Regions from separate parts of the Mus musculus genome. Here all the other regions are linked to region 1. A link is a contact called in public HiChIP or PLAC-seq and promoter capture Hi-C data. All regions are on one chromosome and are shown on one strand. The core of a region is the stretch at or near the end of the contact, and the rest is flanking DNA. Distances in the headings are between cores, read along the strand shown.

Evidence for each region. Promoter capture Hi-C pulls out the DNA fragments that hold promoters and counts their contacts. HiChIP or PLAC-seq counts read pairs in DNA pulled down with a chosen protein or histone mark.
Region 2: a contact with region 1 is called in an H3K4me3 HiChIP or PLAC-seq map of neural progenitor cells, with 5 times the contacts expected there. The contact joins the enhancer-like site here to the promoter of A830092H15Rik in region 1. A contact is called at or near these places in 1 of 39 promoter capture datasets (hippocampal neurons), 2 of 115 datasets of contacts at active chromatin or transcription factors (neural progenitor cells and stem cell-derived neural progenitor cells) and 2 of 9 other capture datasets (adipose tissue and liver).
Region 3: a contact with region 1 is called in a promoter capture Hi-C map of embryonic stem cells. The contact joins the promoter of Spata16 here to the promoter of A830092H15Rik in region 1. A contact is called at or near these places in 3 of 39 promoter capture datasets (cranial neural crest, embryonic stem cells and second pharyngeal arch cranial neural crest), 3 of 484 Hi-C or Micro-C datasets (cortical neurons and ventral hippocampal neurons) and 4 of 115 datasets of contacts at active chromatin or transcription factors (astrocytes, embryonic forebrain, forebrain and 1 more).

The regions. Positions count from the first base shown.
Region 1 is chr3:26,329,474-26,333,825 of GRCm38.p6, forward strand. A830092H15Rik (a long non-coding RNA gene) reads left to right here and starts at 2,480. Exons shown (of 2, transcript XR_389623.4): 1 at 2,480-2,610; 2 at 3,389-4,352. It also overlaps a transcript of Nlgn1 not described here.
Region 2 is chr3:26,001,203-26,005,554 of GRCm38.p6, forward strand. The region is part of intron 2 of Nlgn1 (neuroligin 1); the gene reads right to left. Among named protein-coding and RNA genes, the nearest start is that of Nlgn1, 150 kb to the right of the region's middle. Within about 2 kb of position 2,194, at least 36 of the 459 cell types and tissues checked have an H3K27ac peak or open chromatin away from gene starts, as enhancers often do. A contact at or near this core is called in neural progenitor cells, where this site is marked.
Region 3 is chr3:26,635,616-26,639,967 of GRCm38.p6, forward strand. Spata16 (spermatogenesis associated 16) reads left to right here and starts at 2,016. Exons shown (of 11, transcript NM_029150.4): 1 at 2,016-2,122.

The DNA.
Region 1 (4,352 bases), core at 1,230-3,729:
ATAGATAGATAGATAGATAGATAGATAGATAGATTAAAAACCATCGACCCATAAAATGTCAATAACATCAAAGATAAAAATTTAAATAGCAAATCTTAAAATTTGTACCTGTGTTCTATAGTTTTAGCTACTTAATAATCCTAAGGTTTAATTTTATTTTTGAAAAGCTAAAGTAATAAGTTAAGGCAAGTTGACATAAGAGCAGGACTTATCCCAGAATAACTGCTTGAAAATGCTAAATGTGAAGTCAAATCTGAGAAACTAGGGTTGGAAGAGATGGCACTGTGTCTTTCAGGGGAGTCATCTGACTGACCCTGCCCAGAGTCAACTAGACTTCTAGGCAACCCTTCCCCCACCAGAAACAAGCAGAGAAGATCCTGGGCCTACCTTCCTGTGTAGCCCTGTTCCAATTGCAAACAATCCAAGCATTTTTATATGGCAATATGTTATCACTAAATAAAAATGGAAATTTTCACAAAATAAAACCACAGGAAAAAAAATTAAATTTGACAGACAGCAATTCTGAGGGTGGAGGTGAGGGGGAAGTCCCCAAAGAGGCTCTTCTTACTTCAAACCCTAGGATCTCTAGTGTTACTTCCTTCTGAAATATCCCCGTTCCTCCTTTAGCTAGAAGGATTGTAAAGACTACATGTAGAAGAGCAGGCTTACAGAAAACAGTTACTCCTTTTAATCACTCCGTGCCATCAGAAGGCCTGAGCAATGATTAACTTCCACATTCTCTGTGAATCACTCCATCACTAGGCAGTGCAAGGAGACTGAGATCCATTCTCTGCCAAGGGCACAGTAAACTTAATGGGGTTTTGCATTTTGCATTAGATATTCTAAATACACACATGGTCTTCGCTGCTCAACTCATTTCCAAAGAAAACTGGCACTCTCTTTAGGTTGTAATAGCTGACTACGCTCAGAAATTTTATAGATTTTGTACTCAAGCACACACACACACATACATACATACACACCTCCTCTAAATGCCATTTAAAAAATTATGATCATATTAATAGTCCAAGTATAATTAATTTTGAGAAATGTATCAAGACACTGTAATGTCAAATATAGCATGAAACTTCCAGTTACTTAAGCAAAATAGGCTACAGTAGTTTTAGTATAAAAAGAGGGAAATTGGGATGTCAACACTCTATTAAAACACACAGTGAAAGAGAGAGGGTTAACTATCTAAATTCACATTTCCCCAGCCCTATGTCTACCACTAAGGCCCTAGAAATGGAAGGAAAAAGAGAGAGAGAGAGAGAGAGAGAGAGAGAGAGAGAGAGAGAGAGAGAGAGAGAGAGAGAGAGAGAGAGAGAGAGAGAGAGAGAGAAAGAGAAAACAGTGGTACAGGCCAGAGCTCATTAGAATAATCACAAATGAATCAAATATGGGACATATTTCCCTCATTCCAATAACAGCCTAACTGCTTCCTCCGGAATAAATTATTCCTCGTTCAAAAACCTCATCCTAAATAATTTAAAATTTACTGCAGGTTGCTTTAATATTATGTCTACTCACAAGGCATTGTGCTGAGGCTGGCAGGAGTCAGTGGCGAACCGTTTAAACCTTGGGGTGGACTACCCTCTCTTCCCAGGAGAGTTTATTGCCCAACAATGCATAATCTATTAGTCGCTCCTCGCGGGGGATCCAGAAAGTGACATCTTGACTTGAACCAGCACGCAGATCGGAAAGCCACTTCAAAGGAAACCTTGTAGAGAAGAAGAGCAACTTTCTAATTCCTGTCAAACTAAGAGGCGGAACCAAGCCCAGAAGTAGCCTCAAGGCCTGGAGAGAGCAGAGCAGAGAGCCGACTCCACACTCCAGCCAAGGCTCAAGAAAGGCTTTGCTTCTGGAGGCGGCATTGTTCCTCCATCCGCTCAGCCTCCGCGTCTCCCCTCCGCGGACTCTCAGAATCACTGCCTTTCTCGGGTACCTCTCCGCCGACCTCCGGGATCTGGGTGCCTGGGTCCCAAGGCGCACCCAAGCAGGCTCACTGCAGAGGCTGGGGCGCCGCTCGGAAGACTAGGAGCCTCCGCACGAGTCCGCCCCGACCAGGGCAGCGCGCAGCGCACACTCAGTGTCTCACTCCTCTCGGCTTCCCTGGCTCCCACGGACTCGGTTGGCCTCTCACCACCCACTCGGGTTCGCCTTTCCTGCCTTGGCTTCCCACACCAGCTCCGCACCGCCGCCACAGCCGCGTCCCGACGCTCCGAACCCTAGCAGGCCGGGATGAAGGGATGCCAGGGTCAGGGATGCACCCGAAGGAGAAGAGAGGCTAAGGCGAGCCGGGGCAGGTGGGGAGTCGCGGGCTGCGGGAGAGGGCGTGTGCGAGCGAGCCCCCCGAGAAAGATGCATGTACTCGGCCACCCCGCTGGAAGAAGGACCGAGGGGGCAGGATGCAACGTGGAGAACGCCCACCGCGAGGGTGCGCAAAACCGGCGATTTGCAAAGTGCCAGGGCCAGACAGGCAGAGGGGGAGGAAGGAGGCTGGCTGAAGACCAGGAACAGAGAGAAGAGCCCACTTCTCCATCAAAAGGTCTGTTCGGTTAACGCATCCCCAGAGCAGGAGTTAATCGAGGACTGGATGCAGTGTAAAAGGTGGGTTTTAAAAAACTCGCTGGCCGCGTAGGTCTTCTTATGCTAGACTTAGCTCCCTCTCTCTCAACTCTGGGGATTTGCCCTCCCTGTGACACAACTGGAATTTACAGGAGCTGAAGCCCACTGTCCTCCTTGCTGTTTATCTGCATTTTGGAGATTCTATGAAACCTAGTATTGAAGAAACCACCCAGCTCATTAAAGTTCATTAATTTTTATTGTTTTTATTTTCATCAGAAGATAGTAGTGGAGACTTAACACCAAGATGTGTTTAAAACATTGATCTGATCGACATAGCATTTTGTTGTAGTTGTTGTTGTTGTTGTTTTTGTTACTGTTGTTGTATAAAGGACAAAATGTATTTTAAACCGCTAAAAGACAGAGGCAGGTACTGGGAAACTCAATCAAGTGGGGGAATACAAGACACATTTAAACTGTAATGGACTATCACATCTTTAACACAGTCACCCTCCCCAGCACCCGATCCCTCCTCCTGGGCCCCGGGGATTTTGGAAAAGGGTGGAGCAAGGTAGAGAACAGGGATGGGGTAGGGTTGGTGGAAAAGGTGAGGGCAGGTAGAAGCCAGCAGGAAGTTATCAGCAGTCCCTAGGACTGAGGTAAATGCCATGCCTAGTAGACTCAAGAGGCCCCCTTACCTTCTCTCTAAGCCCCCGTTGTACCTGCTCTGCAACCAGAAATACTTCTTGGTGCCTAGCGTTCAGCCTAAGGATGGCAGAACGTTAAACAGTTCTTCACTCTCCCTCCCCTTGTTCCAAACCAGGATCAAAAGAATGTGAATAATGGTCTCTGTGCTCATCAGCTCTGGAACATTTCGCTGTGTTGAGGAGAAGAAGATGAAAACCAAGCTTTGAGACGCACGTAAATGTATCATAAGCTACCCGACCGATATATAAACATATATAGGTTCTTTGCATGTAAATCCAAAAGAAGAGCACCCCAGAAGCCTCTGGAGGAGGGAGGGGGCTGGAGCAGCAAAACTTGGCAGAGCAAATGTATCCAAGGATTTCGTGCCAGAATTCCTGAGAAGCTTTGGAGGAAGAGGAAGAAAAAGAAAAATATGAAATTATCCCTAAACACACACTTGAAACTGGAGACGCCTAAAGGAGAGTAGAAACGGAGAAGATGAGGTTTTTCTGGGAACCACGGATCCGTCAGCCAAATGAGCAATCGCCACAGAAAATCCTAGGCGGAGCGGTAGCTCCAGATGGGTCCCCTGCTCGCGTCCCCGCCGCTGCCGCTGCTACCTGTAGACAGGCACACACACACACACACACACGCACACTCACGCGCGCACACACACATCAGCCTCTGCTGCGCGCGCTCTCTCCCTCTCTTGGCCATACGCTGGGAGCTGGAGTCTCAACACAACTAGATCTACCCTCCTGCCGGGCGGTCCTGCTCACCAGCTCCGGCTCACTACTCCTGACAGCCTTGTAGCACAGCATCACTTCCCCCAGGTCGGGGGGGGGGGGGGGAGCCTCCACAGCAGCCGCCTAGGTGCTGGTGGCGGCCCCCTCCCTTTACTAAGTTCCGCCTTCTCTGGTCCCTCCAACCCGCGGTAGCCCGAACACCCCGCAGCGCCCACGGCGCCAGCAACGTCCGAGGTTGCAGGAAGGGTGAAGGGCCCTGGGCGTCACTCGTGACGTCTTCTAAGCCTCTTGGAGCGGCAACTAAATGCGGGTTGGCAAGGTGGAGGTGGCGGTGGCGGTGGCGGTGGCGGGCCA
Region 2 (4,352 bases), core at 944-3,443, 330 kb before region 1:
AGCTGGATTATTATAAGGGAAAAGAGAATCTCCACAAACAGAGGTGTGATGTCATGCTAACCATACATACAAGCCATAGGATACAACTCCAGAGAGAGAACTGTTGTTTCAGAAAAATCTCCACTGACAAGACCAGTTGGACTGAGGAGTCTGAGTCAGAGCTCTTCAAAAGACCATTACAGTAACTGGTTGAAAGCATTAACTCTGGCAGAGGAATTCATGCTGAGGAAAAAGAAAAGAGACAAGATTTTTTGGGGGGCGGGAAATGTGATTTTCTCTGATTGTTTACTAAAATGAATTAACTATCTACCTAACTTGATTATCTGATGTAATTTACAGTGGATTTGAAAGAGTGTGCCTATTACTTTAGGAATATAAAGTAGTTATCATCCTAACTAAAGTCAGAAATAAAATTGTTTGAATAAATCATAGTTTAGGACCTCACAGTATCGTAATTCTAAAGCTATCAATATAGTAAAACCAAATGTTATTTACTGAAACCACCAATAAACAAATTCTCTAAAGAAATATAATCATTTGCTGCTTCTTGGTAACTTCTGTCAGAATTTCAGACACACACAGTATGTTTAGATTTAAATAATTTAAACATAGTAGCAAAATATATTTGATACGTTCATGGAAAGAAGTGATATTTAATGGCCAGGACATATAGCATTGTCTGCTGCTGAAAATAAACTCATCCACTTGAGTTATTATATCTAAACAGAAAATGCAAAATTTTCCATTGAATTTGGCCAAATGTGCATCATTTCTGTTGGAATTCAACACAGAAATAACATTGACCTTCAGAAGCTGCTGTATTTGGGGCACTTAAAAGAAACAACGCTCTATTAAGAAGCATGGACAAGAAATGATCCAGGCACAGCATAGTGAGCTGGGGGCCACAAATATGTATAGTGGATTCAAGATGACCTTAGGAATCTCCTTGAATCCTGCCCAGGTGAGCTTGTGGTTCAAACAACTCTTACTGCAGAACCTAATATAGAAATAACTTGTTCCCACTCCCACCTCCCAGGTGCTCAGTTTGGAAGGGAAATAAGTGGACCTTCTGCCCATCATCATATTGGCCAACAGCTGCTGCAGAGCAGCAAGCAATGTGAGAGAGAAGGCTCAGAGTTGAGCACAGGAAAAGAAATTGAGCTGCTGAGCTCAGTGAGCAATCCCAAAGTCCTTAATAATGTGTAATCCAAAACGTAATCAACTCTACAGGAGAAAAAAGTTAAAACATCATTTCTGAAGTGCTTGAAATTAAAAACAAAACAAAACAAAAAAATAAATAAAAACAAAAGAAACAAACCACCAAAAAAAACCTCCATTCTAAATGCACTTGAAACTCAAGCACCACCTGCTGGTCCAAACTGGATCTTCCCACTCACTACAGGATTCCAATTTTATTGGCATTCAAATCAGACTATTCATCCCTCATTCACTCATTTTTTTTAGGATTAAGGCAAGCGTGCAACTGACTTTTAAAAGCAGATAGCTTAGTTTTGCTAAACTATGTAGCTAGTTTTGTATCCCCAGCTCCATAATTAAACAAAAATGCACACTAGTAAAATAATAACAATATTTTATCATTGAAAAAATAAGGTATTAATGTGAGATACCCAATAACGCAGACATATACCTTTCTAACAGGTGTTTCTCCAGCACCAGGAATGCTCTCATTAATTACCATTGCAAGTGTTTTTGTTCATTTTATAATTCTTCAATGAGAATATTTAAAACTTGCAACATCTTAATAAAAAAAAAAAAAAGCTGTGAAATACTCTCACCACAGACTAAACAAACATCCACCAGCAAGAGACACTATTAGATGGTGTTTGTAAAAATGACTCACTGAGATTTAGCTAGTTAGCTTTCCGAGGACTGCAACAACCAATATTATATTCTTTGTGAATGTGCCTTAGAATTAGGTCACTGAATCAATTTTGCATTTGTTTTATAAACAAGGCACTTTCTGTCAGTTTCGTGGAAAACTACTGTAAAAATATAAATAACCATTTTCCATATTACTATCCAAATATGTAGCCAATTATTTCATTAATCAAAATGCTCACCCCACTCAGGGTCTATGTTAAATTTCTCCTATTTATCAAAGGCAACTGTGTGCTGCACTTACAGACATGGCCTCAAAGCTTAACTGGTACCAGCATCTTAGGGCTACAGTAACAGTGTATCCTAGGCAACCAAGTCATGGCTAAAGCACCGCAGTGTTTGTTTAAAACGTGATGTGCAAAGCAATCAGAAGAGCTTCAATTCTAGGGAAATTCTTTTTCAATGTAAGCCTGAAATTAGAGTGCTGCTATTCGCACCGTTATAATTAAGAATGCGTCACCATGTTCATTATTTTCAAGGGTTTGTAACTGAGCTGTAAAAAATTAGTCATAGTAATTAAAAGACAGAAAACATTGAGTTATGCTAAGATACATTACTGGGGCATTTAAAATCTCAGAAAAAAAGGAGTTTTAAGCAAGTTAAATGTTGTAATATATTTACTAGGCCAAAGCAATATCATAATATTACATTGATAAGTTGGAAACATAATTCTAACTGTTTTTATTCTTTTCTTGCAAAACTATAGTATCAGCTATTATAGAATCATGATTAATTTTCAATTACTTCATTTTGTCTGTACTTCAGTAACTTTAATCTCTTGATTAATCTGTTAGCAATGTGTTAATCTGAAAATTATGTACAGATACTGTTGCAGGCATGCTTTAGTGATGTAAGATTGGAGATCTGTGCTGTTTTGCGCTGCTCTTCTATATTTAAATATATATCCTATGTATAAATATATAAACACTAAATTGTAGACACAGGATCTTGATTTGGTACATTATTTACTTTTTATCTGCTACATTTCTTTCAGCACAAAAAATGGTAAGTTCCTTCACCCATTTTGCAAGATGGAAAAATAAAATAAAAATACAAAACCTTGCTCTTTGCATAGAAAAATAAGTACTGTTTGGGGCAGGAGAGGAAGTATGATGGACGTTCCCTGGAGTATCAGTGGCATCAACACGCAGAGTGGCACATCATAGCCTTGTCACAAATAAATATGCTTGTAGGTCCAGTAAGACCTGGGGGCCCAAGCCCATAGACCATACTACTTGCGCATGTCCAAAGAGAACCATCAGGCTGCACATTGACCAACTCATATCTGGAAACAGTGACAGTAAAATACAAAGTGATTCAGCATTGTTAACACTCTCTAAGTGTCACTGTAATGTTTTCAAATATGCAAACTTATTGGAAATTTCAATAATAAATAAAACATTTGAAGAAATTAATCTCCTTCTAAATCCAATAACAACCTAAACTATGCATAAAGCAATACCTATATCTTTTAGATAAAAGAATAAATTGTCATTGAGTTTGCAAATATTAGAATGGAAAATAAACATAGTCACAGGCTTTATGGAGATTACCTTATAAGAGAGATCGAAGAATAACACTAACCCCAAGGTAACTGGCAGTCATGGAATGCTCAGTAGACATTTAGCTTCTCTAATACCATTTCCTAGTTTACGTGTGTTTTCCTTCATAGTTAAAACCTCGTGAACTATTAAGTTTAATAATATATAGAATTATTAATCTTATTCTGATTTCCTTTTGATGTGTCAATCCTTTTAAAATATTGGGTTAAATTAATACTGTGTGATTGTGTATTTTATGTACATTTTAAAACACTGTTTCTAGTATTTTCTAAAATTTAGAATTAATATTATCTTTTACTCTTTAAAATTTATTTTACTTTTAATTCTATGTCTGTCTATTTGTCTGACACTCTGTCTGTGAAAGTTAGTACAGGAGCCATGGAGACCAGAAAAATTGGATTCCCCTAGAGTTAGAATCACAGGCATTTGTGGGTAGTAGACACAATGAACTACACGAGGGTCCTCTCCAAGAACACCAATTGCCCTTAACCACTGAGCCTTCTTTCCTGGCCTTCACTCTTTCTTATACTCAATGTGCTAAGCCTTAAAAACTGTGAGGCATGGTAGTTTAGATCAGAAATCATTGAAACTGTCTAGAAGTATTAGCCTATAAAGGTTATATTCACTCGTTTTCATCCTAGAATTTTCCACATGATAAAATTATCTCGATTCTGCTATGTGTGCTTAAGAATCTGCTGCTCTAACACGTGTTTAATTTGTTTTGGTCTCTTTCTCTCTTTCATTCTTTCTTTTGCTTTGTAGTTACAATCCTCTCTTATCATTATACACACACATATATATATACATACATATATATTATATATATATATATAAACATAAAATTCATTTGGAATTAATGTACATTTTTGTCACAGTTCAGAGACAGCACAG
Region 3 (4,352 bases), core at 766-3,265, 310 kb after region 1:
AACTTAATGATAAGAGCAATCAAAGGTCCAATTAAATATGGAAATACAGAGTAGCAGTAGAATGAAAGACCATTGGTTAGGGTGTCAGTTTTACCAGATTGATCTATAGATACTAAGAAAATTACAACAAAGATTCTAGCAAGATGTTTGTCATGGAAACAGGAAAGCTGATTCTAGAATTTAAATAGAAAAATAAAAAATAGAACATAACAGATAATTTTGAAAAAGAAAAGGAAAGTTGGGGGATGCATGGCACCTGCAAATAAGGCATGTTTTAATGCTGTAGTAACCAGGACAATGGGATCGTTGAAGAAAAACTAAATGTATAGATTACTGAAAAGAATAGAGGGAGAGAGAGAGAGGGAGAGAGAGAGAGAAGGAGAGAGGGAGAGAGAGAGAAGGAGAGAGAGAGATGAGAGAGAGAGAAGGAGAGAGAGGGGGAGGGAGAAGAGAGAGAGAGAAGGAGAGAGGGAGAGAAGGAGAGAGGGAGAGAAGGAGAGAGGGAGAGAGAGAGGAGAGAGAGAAAGGAGAAAGAGAAGGAGAGAGAGGGAGAGGAGAGAGAGAAGGAGAGAGGGAGAGGGGGGAGAGGGAGAGGAGAGAGGGAGGGAGAGAGAGAGAGAGAGAGAGAGAGAGAGAGAGAGAGAGACTGCAGAGCCATCTGCTGCTGGGGCATGAGCAACCTGCCAGTGACTTTCATCTCTGTGCTGTGCTTTGAAAGTGGATGCTTTCAAAGTTGTTTACTATGTCAAAAACATTTAGTAGAGTTGGACTCTTGAAGTGGAGATCTGAACATCAAAACAGTAGGTGAGGTGGGACAATAGGAAGACTGTAACAAGAGGAACAGGCAATCTTACTAAGCAGCAGAGGCTTCAGACCCCTCACCTCTCTCGACCCTTCACCTCAGTTGAGTCTCCAGCTCATCTTAAGATTAACATGAAGATGCATGAATAACGCAGAGTCAAGGTGAAACTGTTTGCTACACAGTTCAGGAGTTGTCAGGAGAAAGATGTAGTTCTTAGGAGTACAAGTATGGATAATGATCTACTTCATACACTATGTGTAAGAGGCTGGAAAATAGTCTGCTAAGTCATAAATTCCAAGTGTAAGGACCAGAGTTTGATTTCCAGAACTGACACTAAACAGCAGCCCATGGTGGAGTGCACTTGTAATGCCTGTGGTGCAGAGGTGGAAATATATGGATCCCCGAGACTTGTTAGCCTGCCAGTCTAGCCGGGCAAGTCCCAGAAGTCAGCGAGAGACCTTGTCCCAAAAAGCAAAGTGGATTGGTCCTGAGGAACAAGACCCAAATTTATCTTCACTTGCACACGCGCACACAAGTACACGCGTCCACATAAACATACACAGAATGAATAAACATAGTTTAAAAAAATAAAGGACATGCAAAATTGTTTAAAGTATATTTATGGATATTATATCTCAGTAAGTGAATGTAGATGCGTGGCAGTAAGAGAAGGGGCACTAGTTTTATATAGCCAAAGATATATAGCAAAATGTTTATAATGTTTCTCAGGTAATTCTTATTTTCTGGGCATATTTCTCTCTTGCGAATTGTGTTTTCTCTTTTAACATTGTTTGAGGATATCGTACACGCCTATGATGAGTTTTGGTCTATCAGCCACATTCTGTCTACGTTTCCCTCCAAATTTCTTACGGTCTGTAAAGCTACTTGCTGCTGTCTTCGGAGCAACTATGGGAACATGAGTCTGTGAAGAAAACGGATTCCTCCTCCTCTACTATGAACCAAGTGCTAATAGCTTTGATGGGGTGGGCAAATACCAGCTAGGGGTGGGCAAAACCCTTCTAAATGATTATTCTGTCTTCATTAATTTTAGAGTATTAAAGGAAACTCACACATAGCAGGTGCATTCAGAGAGAAGGCTGGGGAGGTGCCGTAGCTCCCCGATGGTGGGCCGAGCCTGGAGGCACGTGGTCCGCTAAATGGGCGGGGCCACGTGGCTGGTCGTTTTTTTTTTTTTTTTTTTTTTTTTACTTCTAAGAGCTCTCTGAAGCTCCACAGCAGGTTGGCCTGGGATTGGGACCGTTGGCACGACAGATGCTGTAGGTGGTAGTCACTCGGCTCCTCTGACCCTAAACCACACAGGTAGGAAGAGGCTGCTTTACCCTAAGAACAAAGCAGTTGGCAGGTTTGTTGTAGAAAAAAGGGGGGATGTCGGGGAAGCTTGAGTAGCGACAAGAAGTGAGATCTGCCCCCTACCATCTCACGCAGGAACGGGGGAATGAAGAAATATCGCTTGTGAACAATCCTTCCTTCTGTAAGCAGTTAGAAGATAGGTTCAAAACTGATGTCGCCTTTAGGAACCCTTAGCCTTGCCAAACAGGATATAGGCTCTTTCTGTTTTCATCCCGCTGAGAAGAGAAAAGCTAAGGCCTATTCAGTTTCATGAGTCCGAGAGTTTTTTCTATTTTCATTTTCCTTTATCCTAACTGCTATTCCTTAGTGACCAATATGGATTGAGAACATCTGGCCCTATAGGAGCTGATAGCTGCCACGCTCTGGCTTTTATCATTTGTGGTTCAGACTTTGTTATTCTGTGAGCGACATTACTATGAACTAAAGATATTAGCTGTATGCCTGGCTTGATTGTTGTGCATGTAACCTTAGCACTTGGGAGAATGAGCCAAGAGAATTATCAGGGTTTGAGGTCAGCCTGGGAACACTCATGTAGTGAGTTCTGAGCCAGCCTGAAACAGAGTGAAACAAGGTAGATATGTGGATAGATAGATAGATGGGAGAGTGGACAGATGGGGACACACACACACACACACACACACACACACACACACACTGTATAATTGTACTTCCTAATACTGGGACCCTTTAATACAGTTCCTCATGTAGTGGTGACCCCCCCCACACACACACACACAATAAGAAATAATAAATTACTTTTGTTGCCACTCCATACCTGTAAATTTTCTACTGCTATGAACTGTACTGTAAATACCAGATATGCACAGTATCTGATATGTGACCCCTGTGAAAGGGTTGCTTAAACCTCAAAAGGTCTGAGACCCACACGTTGAGAACTGCTTATCTAAGTAGAAGCCATGACATCTTTTTATCCTGATGTGCCCAGCATAAAACATTACTGATTGAGTGAATGAACACCCATCACAGAAAGCTTTCATTCAAAGGTGGTTCAGCCTTAGCAGTGAAAAACAACTTTAAATCCTTATTTAATACAATTTACATTTCATATTCTCTACCAATAAAATATTTATAGGCACCAGTAAAGGTCTCTTTTTGAAACACTAGGAGAGTGCTTGTCATTTTAGTAAAGCCACTAATTTGAAGTGCTTAAAAAACGTCACATGGGCTGATAAATAATTTTGTATGGCCCCTTTTGATTTAGTGTTATACATACTGAAGGGCTAAAGTGAGCTTTAATGTCACACACTCCCTCGAGAACTTGGATGTACGAGGCGCGCTCTTTCTGGTGTACTGTGACACAAAACTGCTTTCTGCCACCATGGGGTTTTTCAGTTTTTCTTCACCTGTGTCAGAGGCTCAAGAATTCCTGTAAGGAAAAAAATCAAAGCTAGGAGAAAGCCCAAGAAGTAAGAGAGAGGTCGGAGCACTTCAGCCTGCCTGGCTGCGGTTCTGTCATTGCGAGAGACCATGTCATTACCCTGGCATGCCTGGCACACAATGGGCACGCTGAAAGGCTGCAGCTGATGTGGGAAAGAGGGATACAGCTGGAAGCAAGGCTGTTGTTGCCTTGTCTCCCAGGCACACAGATTTAAAGTATCCAAAGCGCTTCTGAAAGTGCGCAGGTCTGCCTAACTTCACCCGTTGCCATGGTGAGCAACACAAACGTAATCAAGATTGAACTGAGACGTTGTTTTGTTCCACAAGTGAACTTTCCACTGAAGTATGTATCCTGTATTGTTCAGTCTGTTATTCATCTGTGTTATTATAACCAAATGGCAAATTCCTCCCATCTGGTCATTTTTCAAAGAGATTTTAAAAGCCATTCAAGAGGGAAAAAAGATGATTTTCTTTTTTTCTTACCCACAGTTAATGATAAGAGTCACACTTGAGGTGGTAGCTTCAAAATGGTGGGTTACCCAAGCCCTAGTGAGTAACCTCAGCCCATGAGTACATGGATTGCACTAATAAGAAAGTGTATTCTAACAAAAGAGAAGGCGCAATGTTGAGAGGGAGATGTGCTGTAGCATAACCAAGGGAGAGGCACAGAGAAGTGACTGGAGGTGGGTCTGATCAAGATCCGTTGAACACATGTATTTCATTTTAAAAGAGTAAATTTATTAAAAGGAACAGAAGGGATTGTTTGTGGGCTGTCCTTCTG